2 separate regions of the Gossypium arboreum genome follow, and region 2 is linked to region 1. Evidence: chromatin contacts called from public Hi-C data. All regions are on one chromosome and are shown on one strand. Each heading gives the region's core, a stretch centred on a gene start, on an enhancer-like site or on the middle of the called end of the contact. The rest is flanking DNA. Distances are from core to core; before and after follow the strand shown. Region 1 holds the start of LOC108489423 (SAL1 phosphatase-like). Region 2 holds the start of LOC108487475 (NAD(P)H-quinone oxidoreductase subunit O, chloroplastic).

Region 1 (4,363 bases), core at 1,303-3,802:
ATTTTAAAAGTTATTTTTCAATATAAAATTTTAATATAATTATTATCGTTATTGATAATTTTGTCAAGATTAATCAATTTAACATGTTTATTTTTGTTAACCATTTGTCATGTAATTAAAATTTCAATTTGAACAATTTTGACAAAAATATCTTTACGATTGAATTGAGATTTTAAATAAAAAATAAGACTTAGTTTTTAACATTTTAAGTATAATGACTAAATCTTAAATTTTGTCTAAGTATAGTTAGTTAAATATTTGAAATTCATTGTATTATATGATTGAGTTTTATTGATTTTATATAGAAAAATAAAAACACTATTATAATAATATAACTTCCGTTGTGTATAAAAGGCTTAATTCATTATTTGATTCTTGAAATATACTAGTTTTCTTGCTTTGATATTTGATCTTTTTTTGACCCAATTTGATATTTAAAATATGCTCCCGGTATGTTTTTTATCCATTAAAAAAAATTGGTGACCAATCAAATAACGTCACATGGTGTTCTTTTATTAAAAATATGATTTAATTCAAAATTTCGACCATTAAGTATACCATTTTTTCACTTTAGAAGCTAAACTTATTATTATTATTATTATTATTATTATTATCAAATATGTATATTCTTTTATCAAATATTTGGGACCCAAATAGGTTATGTGTAATTCACGATGAGGTTATGTTGAGAGAGTAAATTAAGAATAAGTTAGATGGAAACAATAATTTTATAATTTCTTTCTATTTTTTATAATATGTATACATTTTTTTCTGAATTTTAATATATTTATTTCTATTTTATAATTTTAAAATTTATATATATTTGATAAAAAATACATTTCTTTAACAAAAGAAAATATATATTCAATAAATTTTTTATTGAAAATGAATATACTTTAAGGTCAAATTGTGAATTAAACCTTTTTTAAGTTTTTTAATAAAGTTATTTAAAAATTTATTGTCACGTGGCACTAATCAAAATGTGTCACATGGCATATCCAACTACTCAGAATATACCACGTGGTAATTAGGTTTATTTAAAATAAAAATATTGATCTATCATTGATTAGACATTGACTAACTATTGGTCAAAGTTGACTTATATTGATCAATCGTTAACCATTGTTGATCGATATTGACCAACTGTTGAGTGATTACGTAACATGCCACTCAACCTTCTTTTTATTTTTAATATTATATATAATATTGTTTAAAAGACAAATATATATAATGTCTAAATAATTCAAAAAATTTAAAAATATTTTTTTATAAAATTCTAAAATATATAAAAATAAATTTTTAAAAAATAAAAATATTATATGAAAGTATTTTTTGGTAGAAAAGAGACAACACTAGGCTATTATAATAACCAATTCATAAATTAAAAGAATCTAGACTCATCTTCAACCAACAAAACTCTAATCGAAACTGATTTAAACTACGAAAAAAATATATCTAAATTTCAAAATCTCAAAACTTTATATATATATATATATATATATTTGAATTTTGTCAATTTCCGTTAATGGTGAGTAAATATTTTTATTTTAAATAAACTTAATTGTCATGTGATACATTTTCATTGGTTGAATATGTCATGTGACACATTTTGATGGGCATAATTTGTCAACTAAAAAAAGTTGAATAGAATAATAAAATGATAATTTAAATATTAATCTAGGATAAAATAAAAAATTTAGGTATCACGAAAAACCAAATTTAACATAAAGCTTTAAAAAAAACCGAGGTATGGTTTAGGTAGCATATTGAAAAAAAAACTTTAAATACTAAAATAGAAAAATAATAGATGTAAGAAAATGAGTATATTTGAAAGCAAAATTGTGAATTAAGCCACAGAATTGGTTCATATTTCAACTTGTGGGCATTAATCATATGCTTAAAAATTGAAACACGTTCTGAATCCAGAATGTATATTTGAATAAGAAACAACAAGATTAAGGCAAAAGAAAAGAGCAAGTCAACGAGAGGCGCAAAGAAAGTAAAGGAAACGTACCATAATCAGCTACTGTTACGGGACTTTTATTCCTACCATGTTTTGATCGAACATCTGATTGAAGCAACGCCTTTTGAACTTTCTGAAACCCACATAAACCCTAATTCAGTTTCCGTAGAAAAATATTGAAAATCCAGAACAGAAAATGCAGAGAAAATGGGGGTTTTTGTTTTTGGTTTTTGGTGAGAAGGGAAATTACCCGACAGAGACGAGCAGCGAGAGAGGCAGCTTTGATGGCGGCAGCCAGCTCTTTATCATAAGCCATTGCAAAAGCCACAGAAGGAGGAAGGGGCAAGTACTTGAGATGAAGAAGAGAGAGGGTTGCGACTAATAAATCTCAACCAATTAAAAGATAAATTTTAAAGTACGAAACTTCGCGCTACCAGCCGATTGAGTGATGAAATTTCCAGCAACTTTCAGTTTCACTTTCTCGTTTTGAGTAATGATTAATATATATCCGACCAAAGACATTACTTGTGAAATACTGAAAATTCATTGGCAGCTAATATATGGTGCTTCCTCAATCATCACCTAATTCTTTGTTTAATTAAGTTTAATCATTAGTCAATAATTTATGAGTTTTATTTTGTAAATTTCAGCTTTTAAGAACATACCATGCCTTTGCAAAAATTGTTAAAAATGTTATATGTAGATATGATTAATGTGTTATAACAGCAAAATTTTGGTACAAAATTCAATAAATCAAGCTTTATAATATCAAATCATTAAGAATAAGAAAATTAGATGCGCAAATGTACTTAAATCCATTGATATCTCGAAATCTCTTGATTTTGATAATCTAAATTAACACACAAGTTTTTTAAAGAATGACAACTCTCTCTTTTTTAAAGATGGAATATAAAAAAGTTACGTGTGTAATTTGGGGACTATAACACTAATGTATAACTTTTGCATATTAACCTAAATTTCTAATCAACTCATCATCAATTAGAAATTAGTTTTTTAGAGTATCTACACATATTTGGTACATAATTTATTTAATAATTGAAGCCCAATAAACCTTAACCAAATTAGATCACTTTTAAATTGAGCTAACATTTTATGATAGTAAATAAAAACATGTAATTATTCTTATTATATATGTGATGTCCATATTTTTTCAACAATCTCCCACTTGGACCACATATATATACTAATTACTCTATAACCACACGTTATTATATAACCTTATGAGCTAAAACTTTAGTATCATATCCAAAAGGTATTCCAGACAATCTTATCTATTAATTATGTTAACAAATAATCAAGACAACTTTCGTTACATATATCATAATTGAATACATCCTTGATCGCATATATTAATAAAAAATGATATAGATCAAATATAAATGTGTAGCATGGAAATTTTATGTATTGTGACCTAAACATTTCTATTTCTAACTAGTCCACCTTAATCTTAGTGAGATCAAGTCTTACCAAAATCAGAGTGTAAATAAACCAGATAAACCTTATTTCTATAGAAAATAACCTTAATATGCATAAATTGAAATAACTAAAAATGTGTATAACAAAAAATTTTTAAAATTCCCACTAAAACTAAATATCCTAAAAAGACATTACACCTATATGAGCAATGTGCTCATAAAAGCCTTGGGTGGTAGTCCCTCAGTAAATGAATCTACAATAATGTAGTTTGTCCCAATATTATTTATAGACACATGACTCACTCTGAACTCTTACTTTAAAAACCATGAATTTAAAGTCTATGTGCTTTGACTTTGATGTGCTCTTGTTGTTATTGGAACAAATGACCGCAATTTATTGTCACAATTTGTAACTTAGTGACAAAATATTCCACTAAAATTGAAGTCTGTATACCTGGCGGTCTCTAACTTATTAGACTTCCGATATCTGAGCAAGTAATGTTTTGTTTTTTGAAGATAATGTATGAACCTTTTTGTTGCCATGTAATGTTTTGTTTTATGAAGATAATGTATGAATCATTTCGTCGCTTTCCAATGATCCATACTTGATTTGCTCAAATATTTTGATGAACTGTAATTTATACATATTTTTATCCTATGCTTACTGCATTTACGGATGATTTCTCCTTAAATTTGGTGAATTCGATGCTCCTAATCCTTTTAATTTCATGTTTTATACTTAAGTGAGCATAGGAGAGTAAAAAAAGCGAGAAACGGGTCGAAAATAGAGAAAATGGACCAATATAGGAAAACAATACGGCCTAGACTTCCTCACACGGGTGTGTCACACGGCCGTGTCAATTTGGCAGGATCGAAGCACGACTTACATGGGTAGACCACACGCCCGTGCCTATTTAACAGCTTTGACCATGGGCTGGAATAATCGCACACGGGCGTGTCCCTG
Region 2 (3,747 bases), core at 774-3,273, 520 kb after region 1:
TAGGTTGGACGGTAAGGAGTGTTCACACTAGCTAAAGTTGTCAAAAAAAATAAAAATTTGTGTGTATGAGGAGTTAAACATGGAACCTTTAGGAAATTATCTAAACACTTAACAACTTTACCACATTACTCCTTGTGATCATTTTAATAGAAAATATTTAAAAACATAGGATGACCTTTGCTAAGGGTTTAAAACAAATTTGCACAAAATAGAAATTAACGAGAGGGAAGAGATTCGAACTCAGATAATCAAAGATAGCTCCATCACTACTCAATCACTATAATTGATATTTATTATCAAATATGCTAAGGTCATCTAAAAGAAATTGGGCGTGACCTTTCTCGGTTCATTGACCTAATTTCTATTAACCCGATTTTTGAAATATGACATTCGATGTTTGATTGCCATGCACCTTATTGCTTAAGTTAGTTCAAGGGACATCTTGTGTATGCTTTGTGTGTTTGCTTAAGGACAAGTAAAGACTTAAGTTTGGGGGAGTTTGATACGTCGTATTTCAATATGATAAATTAAGCTCTTTTCATACTTAAAGAGCTTGTTTTTGGGTGATGTTTCGAGTCCTTTATCTCTTTTTCACATTTAGATTAGAATTTACGTTAATTACACTTTTTAGTGGTTTTTATGTTATTTGCAATAAAAAACATCAATTATATGTCCAGTTGAGCTTAATATGTGGCTAAGGCATTTTCAGGGACTTAACTGAGGAACAAGCGAAGGAATCAATCATGTAGCTTCGGTATTGAAACCTTGGGATATTGATGTCACAACCTGGAATCCTTTGACTCTAAATGCTGCAGCATCATTCTCTGATGTCGTGACATCGGGCTTTCCACCATGCCAATGAAGTAATCTCGAAAAGCCTCGGTGTCGTAACAACAGACTTGTATAGACGCGACACCAAGGTCTTTGACTTGCGACAACAAGCATGTGGTGTCGTGACATGTACCCTAAAGATGGACCAATAAGATCAAGCTAAGTCGCAACATTGGACCTATGATGTCACAACTTAGAGCCCCTTGAGTAGCAATGATGCGATCTCACTCTTTCTTTGATCATCCTTTATCAAGAGTTTTTTTTATTCTTTGGTTCAAGAGCTCAAAAAGCAAGAATGAGACTTTTAGGCAATGATTGTGAGCGCGATGGACATGGGTTCGAAATTGAGTCACCTTTGATGCAAACATGATACTTTTAATAGGGAATAACGTTGTTTCTTTTCTTTTTGGAGCTTTTTTTTTTTTACTATTGGGCTGTAATGTTATAAAGAGTTGGTGCATCTGTTGACCTTTCTCAATGTGAGAACAAGCCATATAATTGTCAATGTGTTGGGTGAGTTCAAGTTCCCGAGATCTATATGATCAAAAGTTTGACATAGATTATGGCTTTAAGTGTGGCATTGGCTTCTTAATTGATTCTTATGGTTTTAAACTCTATAAACTAGAAAATGTTAAGATCATGCTTGTATCATCGTCATATTAAGCTTGTGCTTTTGTTTTTCTTGCCTTTTCTCTTTAGTTTGACTATTGATTAAATTGTCCTTTTTAGCTTAGTTTCTTATAACTTGTTTGAGATGTTTGATTTTTTTATTTCTAATTGTATTGTTAGTCTTGAATGAATGAATATTCACTCGTCGGTAGAAAAAAATGAAATTAGGTTAGGAAATACCATCCAAATTATAAATGAATTTAAAATTGATCCAAATGCAACCTCATCCCGTTAATTCTTAAGAAATAGGAGGAAAAAAAAAGGAAAAAGACTAACCAAATTAAAATGAATTAAAATTGATAACATTGTTAAAGAAAGATGAAATTAATCTAAAAAATATCAAAATCATAGCTACAAAATAAAACACATTCTACTCTTAAAAAGAAAATTAAATTTGGAGCGAAAACTGTTGAAAGTGAAGGTAATAAATTTCAAAAAGAAAAATAATCTTTAAGCAACGTAATAATATGATTAATTTAAAATTGATCAAAAATGCATCCTCACCCACTAGAATGTACGGAAACAAACAGTTTTTTTTGTCTTGAAAATCTGGCCGTTAGAAACAAGAATAAGAAGAAAAAAAGATCATCATCTCTTATCTATATATCTGTAGAGCACTTAAAAAGAGGTCAGTAAAGCTTCACTTCAAAGGAGTGGTAGTTTCCATGGCGTTTTCTTCTTCTGCTCTCTCTCACGCCTCTTCTTCATGCCTCTCTTCCTTCCCACATGCCTTCACAACCAGAAAAACCCATCTTCGCTTCCCATCATTTTTACTCATAAAAGCTTCTTCTGAACCTGACAAAGGAAACCCCACTGCTACACAGACCAAAAACGCTGAAGGCTCTAGCAATGCTCAACCTCAACCTCAACCTCAAGCCACTCCCGCCGCCGCCGCTAAGCCACCTCCCAAAAAGCCTGTTTATTCCAGTGAGTTTTCTCTGAAATACTTCCCTCAATTATTGGTTTAAGTTGCTTGGGTTTGAAATGATGGAAGTGGGTTTGGTTTTGGGCAGTGAAGAAAGGCCAGATTGTTAGGGTGGATAAAGACAAGTATCTCAACAGTATTAATGTAAGTGAAACATGAATTGATTTATGCTATATTGGTTATCTTCTTCTTGTTACATAGTTTGCTGAAAGTGCAAGAAATTGGATAAATGACACATAATCCCTTGTTTCCACAATGCTTGTTCCCTTGTTGATACAAACTCTTTAGAGAAGGGATCTTCCGGAGGGATAAAATTTTGCTTTGGATTAGACAATTTTTCTTTATGTACAGAGAAGAAAAAGAAAGGGGATTATAAGAGATTATCAAACATTTTTTTTTCTTTTGTTTTAGAAAAACAAACTTATGTAAGCTTTTTGCTGCTTGAACTTGTATTGGATTTCCCTTGGCATAAAATTACAGGGATAGTGACAGTTTTGGTTTTGTTTTAGTATCTATCTGTAGGGCATCCCCCCTATTACAAAGGCTTGGACTACATATACGAAGACCGTGGTGAGGTGCTACTATCGAGCCATTGAGTATCAAAGCTTTCTCCCCTTTTTGTTTTGTTTAGGACATCTTTGAAGGACATTAAATCTTTTGCTATCTGCTTGATGATATCAGGTTCTGGATGTACGCATTTTTGAGACAGGAGAACATGCACTTGTGAGAAATTTTCACTGCAGCCTTTGCCTTAGTATTTTGGTTCACTTTCATTTGTTAGACTATGATGATTACAGAAAACTAGAGCTTCTTCTCTACCACAAATCATGCTAATTCAGTTCTCTTATCAGAAAATTTTCATTCTTAAGCTTAAGCTAATGTGACATAATGATGAACTAAAATTTTGAGAACTTTATGTCAATATGTTATACAAATGCTAGTTAAAAGAATAATAGTTTTTGCCACTGCTGATAATTGTGCTCTGTGCAATCCCATTTTGCCGGATGCTGATCCATTCTTAAGTTAGACGTTAGAGCATTCGAGGCTCAATCTAGCTAAGCATGACCTTTTTTCAGGTTGCATGGGTCGGCATCCCAACTGCACCAGCTTGGCTTCCCACGGACATGCTTATCAAGGTACTGTTAATAGATTGTTTCATTGGCCACTTGAGTCGATTTGGCAAATTACCCTTTTGTTAGTTTTGTACTGCTATATACTAAATGAACCAAAATCATTCAGGTTATTAGTTTGGCTAAGTAGTTTAACTTATTTCAAATCTTAAAATGTAAGTTTTTTACTACTTTATGCATCATTCACTGTAG

What was found. A called contact is a pair of places that touch in the nucleus more often than the background predicts.
Region 2: a contact with region 1 is called in a Hi-C map of leaf, with 3 times the contacts expected there. The contact joins the promoter of LOC108487475 here to the promoter of LOC108489423 in region 1. A contact is called at or near these places in 2 of 5 Hi-C or Micro-C datasets (both in leaf).

Annotation. Positions count from the first base shown.
Region 1 is chr10:24,098,926-24,103,288 of ASM2569848v2, forward strand. It overlaps LOC108489423 (SAL1 phosphatase-like), which reads right to left and starts at 2,553. Exons shown (of 8, transcript XM_017793968.2): 1 at 2,214-2,553; 2 at 2,015-2,096. The coding sequence starts at 2,279.
Region 2 is chr10:24,614,547-24,618,293 of ASM2569848v2, forward strand. It overlaps LOC108487475 (NAD(P)H-quinone oxidoreductase subunit O, chloroplastic), which reads left to right and starts at 2,024. Exons shown (of 6, transcript XM_017791829.2): 1 at 2,024-2,427; 2 at 2,514-2,569; 3 at 2,935-3,000; 4 at 3,107-3,148; 5 at 3,502-3,561. The coding sequence starts at 2,166.